Regions from separate parts of the Gossypium hirsutum genome. Here region 2 is linked to region 1. The links are chromatin contacts, called in public Hi-C maps. All regions are on one chromosome and are shown on one strand. The core of a region is the stretch at or near the end of the contact, and the rest is flanking DNA. Distances in the headings are between cores, read along the strand shown.

Region 1 (4,472 bases), core at 419-2,918:
TACTATTACTATTTTGATGACCTATTTATTATTTCATACATTTATATAGTTTTTAAATAAAAAACTAAAATTAATATGTTTAAGAGTTGAATATGCGTTTAATGGATTTATAAATAAATTATTTATCACTACACTAATAATAATTCTAAAGTAACTTTTAAAAAAATATTAAATTTTAACATAAAATGTTTTCTCTCATCAGGTTTTGGTCATGTGGACATACGTGTGTATAAATAATGTCACTAATTGTGTTGGTATAATAAGTCAACCTGATATTTAATTTTTAAAAAATAAAAATTTAATATTGAATTTTCTTTCACTAACTTGATAACTTTTTAACTTGTTATAGAAAAATATCAATACTATGATAAATAATTGGAGTGCATTACCTATTTAAAATATCTTTTATTCATAAGTTCATTTTTATTTTAATTCTGTACATATTGCATATATGTTGTTAGTCAACTCGACACTAACTCATAATTGATTATAACAACATGCACAATTATAGTGCATTTAGTATTATTTATTTGATGTGTTTATATGATTAATTTTTTTATACAATATTAGGGGTAGGGGATAGGAGTAACACGGTTTAATTCCGTGCCAAATGAGTGTCTAACAAGAGTTTTAATCGCTGCTCTATTTAAGTTAACATGTGTTATTATGACCGGTTGTTATTTTGATATAAATATCCACATTTTAAATCCGTAAGTGCAAGATTAAATAAATTAAATAATAATTATCATTAAAAAAAAGGATGATGTAACAAGTTAATGAAATGCAACGAAGCAGGACTGACGTCATCACTATCCAGCCAGAAGTTGAACTAGACTCGAACAAAATCTAAGGGTTACAAGGTAATTTCAGTTACTACAAGTGTCGGTTACCTGCTTTTGCTTGGCCAAATTTCATGCGAAGTCCCTGCACTATGCGCATCTGAGTCTCATTATTATAATTTGATCCTTTTTAATTCATTTATTTTTTTGAAATATGTATTTTCAATATTGAGGTTAATGTTTTTCCTTAATTATGTTAGATGAATTGATATGTTTTTTTAAACATGTGATGACGTAATACATATACTTAGCAATTTTATATAGTTGAACAAATTTTTTGCACATTTAAAAAAATATAATAATTGTCAAATTATACGAAAAAAAAGTTGGTCTATATGTTGCATCATGATATATTTAAGAAAAAAATTGATCCAATGTCAAATTACTTGAAGGAATTCACACAAAAAACTACATTTTGAACAACAAAACATTTAGAAATGATAAAATTATAGTACAAAGATTAATATAAATCAGGGACCATTCATGGGAATTTACCTTTTTGTTTTTAAATGTCCGAGCCACTGTTCCAAAAATGTTTACCAATTTTTGCAGGTGCGCTTTATTTGGCGGGTACGAAATAAATAATAAATAATATATAAATAAAATAATCAAACAAGGCTAAAATTAAAAAAAAACAACCCTCCGAAAATCAAACCGTACGGTATTTTTAGAGAGCGAAAGAAGCAAAGCTCACACATAGTGAAAAGGATTCTCTTTTCTCTCTTCTTCTTCTTCTTAGCAAATTTCAGCTCTCGATTGAGCTCTTTTCGATCTTTCTAGAACATTCCATTTATCTCCGTTGAACCTTCCATTTTCTTTTTTTGTTTGATTTTTTTCCGGCGAAGTCGGTAAGGTTATTATTGTTCTACGGACCACCCTCGCCCCCACCCACACAATCAAATCCCGTTTCGATGGAGTTGTACGGTCGTAACCCGACTCGTAATGGGTCTCAATCCGGTTATCAACCCGAATGGAGCCCCGCTGGGCCCGAAACTGGACTGGAAGGTATTTTTTTCCGTTCATTTCAATGTGTATGGATTTTTTCTTTTCCTCTTTCTACTCGCATTGTGATGATGTTTCTCTGTTAAAGCTTGTTTTAGGGTTTTTTTTTTCGATTAATAATGCGGAGAGTGAATTAGGGTTTTATTCATGTTTTTTTGTTGTGGTACAGAATCGAGGTGGCAATTGTCGGTGAGGGGCGTCGAATCGTACCCGGAACGGCTCGGGGTGACTGATTGTGTTTACTACATGCGAACGGGGTTTTGTGGTTACGGTAATAGTTGCCGTTACAATCATCCCCGCAACCGTGCCGCGGTAAAATTTTCAATCATTAGTTTATTTAGTTTTGTATGCAATTTTTGGTTCAGCATTGAAATGTTATTGAATAATTTGTCTGAGAATTTTACTTTCACTGGTGACAATGGGGTGTAACTAAATGAACTTAGTATTAAGAACAATGGAAGTGAACAATGCGGTTTAATCATGGTACATTTTGATAATAATAGTGCATAACTGAAGCAACATCGAAAGAAAACTCTTATATGGTAGTTATTATTGTCATGACCAAATTGGTTGTAATCTTTTGGTGAGGAAACCTGCAAAACTAAAATGGTCGGGGTGTGCTGGAGTTGGTGCTCTGGCACGTACTATGGAGCTCAAATCGGTCATTACTCCATAATTTGAGGGAGCATGTACATAAAACAAGAGGAAAATGTAGAGAGTCACCCTTGCTTGCCTTTATGGAGGCTATCACCTTATACAGAAGGCATATAAGTAGCAGGTAGTTACTAAAATATCCTTAGAGTCCTTATGGGTATAACAATCATTACTGATTATGTTTTCCTGATAATTTCATTTATATAATATATATTTGTTGCTTATCATGTGAAGGGGCTTTTATGCAAATGCCTTTTTTAATGCATTGTTTCCCTTTAAATAGAAACAGGAAACTACAATTTAGAAGTTATGCTTGACATCCTCTGTTCCGAGTTTAAATGATGAGTGACTTGCAACTTAAGTCTGTGTTTCTTTACCGACTTCCCTAACACTGGTCATTCTGTTGGCTCATGTCTTACACTCTATTTCATACCAAACTATCAGATGCCAAGCAAGTTGGTAGATGTTATTTCAGTATATTTTGAGCAAAAGATTTCTTTTTTTATTATGTGGTAAGAGAAGCAAGTAAAGTCTACCTTGGAATTGTTTTTCTTGGACCTACCTCAAATTAAAAGTTGAAACTCACGTGTTCTTTATTTATTGCAAAGGAAATAGAATAACATGATTCAAATAAGTTATTTGCTACCTTCATATATAGTTAAAAATGAATTGAGGATAGTTCTTGATAGAATTGGACTATGTAAGAGAATTTACTTTGGTCATCTAGCCTGTTGTTTTAAACTGAGGCCGGAATTACCTCGTTTTCAGCTTTAAGTTTTTTTCAAGAGTTGAATTCCTTATTTTTATTTGGTTCTGATGCCATTTAGGTTGAGGCTGCAGTAAGAGCAACAGGGGAGTACCCTGAACGACCAGGGGAACCTGTATGTCAGGTAGAAGAGTAAATTAGTTTATTGAAAAATGCAAAATTGTTTTCCTGTGAGTCAACTCTGCTAATTAAAGCTGCAAGCACCTCTCTTTTTAACTTGTTTCTTTTCCTTTTTCTCTTTTTGCACGTGCAGTTTTATTTAAAAACCGGAACCTGTAAATTTGGTGCATCCTGTAAGTTCCATCATCCAAAAGATGGAGGTGGATCCTTTAGCCATGTTTCATTGAACATGCATGGATACCCATTACGGCCGGTTTGTATACTCTTTTCTTGCTTTTTCCTCAGCTCTTATTCATATGTTTTTAGGATTCTTAAAACAACTAGGCATCAATTTGATGCACATCCATTATCAGGGTGAGAAAGAATGCTCCTACTATTTGAAAACGGGGCAGTGCAAATTTGGTATAACTTGTAAATTCCATCATCCTCAACCATCTGGAACATCAATGTCAGCATCTGCACCTCAATTTTATCAGCCGGTGCAGTCTCCTTCAGTCCCTGTACCTGAACAGTATGGGGGGGCATCTACCAATGTGAGAGTGGCAAGGCCTCCACCTTTACCTGGTTCATACGTTCAAGGGGGGGCTTATGGTCCTGTACTGTTTTCCCCAGGAGTGGTTCCTATTCCGGGTTGGAGTCACTACTTGGTAGGGTGATCAGCACAGTTGCATTAAAAGATATATCAAGACTATATGCGATTCCTGAATCTTTTTTGGCTTACTTGGTGCAGGCACCTGTAAGCCCAGTGCTCTCTCCTGGTGTACAACCTGCTGTTGGAGCAACCTCTCTCTATGGACTAACGCACCTATCTTCTTCAACACCTTCACTTGCAGGTCCTTATTCCTCATTGCCCTCTTCTACTGGCCTTTCAAGCAGTAACCAGAAGGAACATACATTTCCAGAGAGACCTGGTGAACCTGAATGCCAATACTATTTGAGGACTGGGGACTGTAAATTTGGATCATCTTGTAGGTATCATCATCCTAGAGACAGGGTTGTGCCACAAACAAATTGCGTCCTCAGCCCAATGGGACTTCCTTTACGTCCAGTATGAACATTCTCATTACTTCTTATTATATTGTTTTCTTCTG
Region 2 (3,990 bases), core at 899-3,398, 96 kb after region 1:
CTAACATTTGCAATTCCTTCCCTATAATCATCAGGAAAGAAAAAAACCCCTCACATTTATTATTAAAAAAATCAGTAACGTCACCCATTCCCCCCCCGCCCCCTCCTCAAAAACTGATAAATCAAGTATATGAACGCACATACACATATCCCAAACCAATGCCAAACTGTGATAATCATAAACCAACCATTGCATAATCCCAGCTTAAGTTTGAATTTCTACATTGACTTTAAAACTGCCAAAAGAAAAACAACAATGTCAAAGTTTGTCTTTTATCAAGTTATCACATTCTCCATATGCTTCAAGTCTAATACATAAATAACCCTTCTAAAACTATTAGCATACAGCGGTAATCATCGGAAAACTTCATGTTCAACAGCATACACGTGCTTAATCTCTTTAGGTACAGAAGGAAGGCACGTGGGTTTTACCAGATTACTGATTAGCTTCAGAAGGTTGTGCGTTGGCATTGAAATTGTCAAACCCGCCACTTGTTGGGGCAGTAGGATTGGGTGCTCCATTAGAAGAAGTGGGTGTCGTTACAGTTCCAGAAACTGTTGTTGGGGGAGCCAATGTAGGAGGTCGTGGAAGGCCATTTACTTGTCCAGGCAAAGGAGCACCAGGTGGTGCCATCATTGGTGGCATGCCTGGAACGGGAATATAACCTGGCAACGAAACCAAAATGAAAATTTAATATTTTCAAATTCAATTCCATTTTATGTTTGTAATTGAGATCTATATAATGGAAAAGCCGACGCCAGAGCCAATCAAACGAGATAAAGTGCTTAACATATAAAGCATCTCTATTGGTAAGCAAACAAGTAAGAAATTCCCCAAGTTCACAAGCACCACATAAATTCATGATGATACAAATAACCAAATAGCCAAACCCCGTATCAGCAAGAACACAAATAATACTAGTACGTATGAAATCTTACATGGAGCACCTAGAAATGGTCTTGGCAGACTATGGGGCCTCATCCTAGGACCATTGGTTGATTTACAGAATAGTGCAGCCCAAGAATGAGACGGTGTATGCAAAAAAGCAGTTCAATGGAAACAAAAAAAAGCATCCAAAAGTTTCTTCAAGTTCACTATCACAAGTCGCAACATCAATTCGGGATGGGATATGTTTATTAACCAAAGACTGAAACCCCATACTAGCAAGAACACGAAATATGCTAATATGAATCTCACCTGGGGCACCTGGAATTGGTCTTGGCAGAACAGGGGGCCTCATCCCTGGGACCATTGGTTGGTTTACAGGTAATGGAGCCCCGGGAATCGCCATAACAGGAAGTCGAGGCCTCTGAGCCATTAAATGTTGATTGAAAGCAGCTCCAACCTGCTGGAAAGCCGCAGCTTGACCAAGATGTTCCTTGATCCTTTGGTCTATTAAGCTCTGGGTCTGTTGCTCCTCAAATTGCTGATAGTAAGTTCTAACATTCGCCTAAAATTACATACAAAAAAAATCAGCAAAAGAAAAAAATGTATAACTCACAACACTAATCAATACAAAGACAAAAATCTCTACAAATTACCTTGTGCTTGTAACCTGCATTGTGTTGCTTTCTAACTGATGGCTGAAATTTAAACCCGGAAAGAAAAAAGAACGGTAATCAATTATTGTAAAAGCGATAACTCAAACTAATGAAGTTAATTAATTTTCGAAAAATTCAACCAAAAATTTGAAGACCCAAAAGAAAAGAAATAGGAAACTTACAGAGTCATGGGTCAAATAAGTATCGCAATAATCACAGTAATACCTGCAAAATTTGAATCCAAATAAACATATCCATAAATTGTTAATGAAAATTAGTTCGTAGCGAGAACTTTAATTAAGATTGGACGCATTTGTAAAGATCCGTACCGAGGCATTGCGAAACGACTCAGAATCGAAGCTAATTGGTTGAAGATCGTAAAACCCTAGAGAGAGGGTACCGTAGCAAAAGCCCTAGCTCAAGTACAGAGAAAAACTTAGAATGAAAAACAGAACGGGGATTTTGGGTTTGTCTGTAGAAATTTTAATGGTAGTTTATATTCAGTTTTAGGATCCTCATTAAATATCTTATGTTATAATTAGGGGTATTCAGTCCCTCGATTCAACCCAATTATTATTGAAATATTTTTGTTAATTCAGTTGGTTCAAATTAATCAAAATTTATATATTTCTGAACTAAATAAGGTTGATATGTTACCTTTTTACGCCATTTTAAATTTTATTTAGGGAAATATGTTGTTTTCAAGGAGTGTGTGGGAAAACGCATCTCGTTAGACGTGTTTTTCCTTTTAATTTTTAATTTTTTTGATTTTTTTAATACAATTAATTTTTTTAGTTGGGTGGTTAAATGTTGGTGGTTTTATTTTTAAGTCCTAAGTTTAATTTCTCTCCCACTCATATTTATAATTTTTATTTCATGTTGTTTTAATTTTTTTTAATGAATGTTTTTTAACATATTAGCTTCCTTAGTTAAATAGTTAAATAATAATGATTTCATTATCATCAAGACCCAGAATCATTTCCTCTTTTCTAAACATATTTATAATTTTTATTTCATACTATTTCAATTTTTTTTAATTAATAAATATATTGTTTTCAATTTTTTTATTTTAATTCATCTTTTTAATTAATAAATGTTTTATTCATAAAATCAAATAATTATTACAAATATGATTATTTTTAGTAAATATAATTTTTATATGTGTAGTTATTTTATAATATTTATGATCCTCTAATTTTTATATGAAAAAACAATGATATTTGAAATATTTTACATATAAAAACAATAATTATATTAAAAATAATTATTTTATTTTATAATATTAAAAATCACCATATTCACAATATACGCGGAGAAGATAAATATTTGACATATAAATATTATATATAAAGAAAAATAATCAAAAAAATTAGTTGATGTTTATATTATATATAAAGGAGTTATTAAATTCAAATATTTTTAACATAACGATATATGTATAATATATATTTTTATTATATAATTACATATTTATTATTTGATTTTGTGAATAAAAGAGTTATTAATTAAAAAGATGAATTAAAATAAAAAATTGAAAATAATATAATTATTAATTAAAAATTTAAAAACTTGAAATAATATGAAATAAAAATTACAAATGTGTTTAGAAAAGGGGAAATGGACTTAGGTCTCAAAGATGAAATCAGTAATATTTAACCACTTAACTAAGGAAGCTAATATGGTAAAAACAATCATTAAAAAAGAAGCAGAAGCTTAAAAAAAGCTGAAATAAAAATTATAAATATGAGTGGGAGAGAAATTGAACCTAGGACATAAAAGACAAACCATTAGCATTTAACCATCCAACCAAAAAAATGAATTATAACTAGGTGAGCTTTCCTGATATGTGCTAGGCGAGCTTTCCCTCAAAATCGGCCTATATCCATAAATAATTTTAAAAAAGGTCTAAAAGGCTAAATAAATTTCAAAATCGGCATATAGGTCTTTTTTGGCATTTTGTCTTTTGGTTAAAATAAATATAAAACATATAAAAGAAATACATTGCTAATATTTTTTTAATAGTTCAAAAAAAATACATTGTTAATATAAAAATATATTTGACTAATTATTCGATTTCGAATTGAATTAATTGATAATAAAAATTTCAAAAAATTATTAATTAACCTCTGACCAAACTAAATTCGATTTTAATCAAACTATAAACCCCTTTAAATATAATTGGTATTTTTCTCCAAAGCTAATTGATGTTCACATTATAGAAGTAATCCGTCTAAGCTTAAAAGTACCCTTTGAAAAAAGTTGGCCTGTGGAAGAATTGGGCTTTTAAGGTTGAAGGCTCAAAATAGATATGTAATTTATAAATTTAATATTATAATGTTAATAGTAAATAATATGTTAACTCATTTAATTTTAAAATTTAATCAAATAAATTATTAAATTTTAAATTAAAATATCATATTCAACAAAATATTAAAATATTAAAATATAA

Evidence for each region. A called contact is a pair of places that touch in the nucleus more often than the background predicts.
Region 2: a Hi-C map of fibers shows a contact between it and region 1, with 2.1 times the contacts expected there. The contact joins the promoter of LOC107953202 here to the enhancer-like site in region 1. A contact is called at or near these places in 14 of 34 Hi-C or Micro-C datasets (anther, callus, cotyledon and 3 more).

What each region holds. Positions count from the first base shown.
Region 1 is chrD08:5,357,098-5,361,569 of Gossypium_hirsutum_v2.1, forward strand. It overlaps the pseudogene LOC107953204. Among protein-coding and RNA genes, the nearest start is that of LOC107956517, 26 kb to the right of the region's middle. Within about 2 kb of position 1,669, at least 9 of the 9 cell types and tissues checked have an H3K27ac peak or open chromatin away from gene starts, as enhancers often do. A contact at or near this core is called in cotyledon, fibers and leaf, where this site is marked.
Region 2 is chrD08:5,452,318-5,456,307 of Gossypium_hirsutum_v2.1, forward strand. LOC107953202 (U1 small nuclear ribonucleoprotein C) reads right to left here and starts at 2,149. Exons shown (of 5, transcript XM_016888439.2): 1 at 1,871-2,149; 2 at 1,724-1,766; 3 at 1,542-1,583; 4 at 1,198-1,450; 5 at 173-665. The coding sequence starts at 1,878. The coding sequence ends at 436.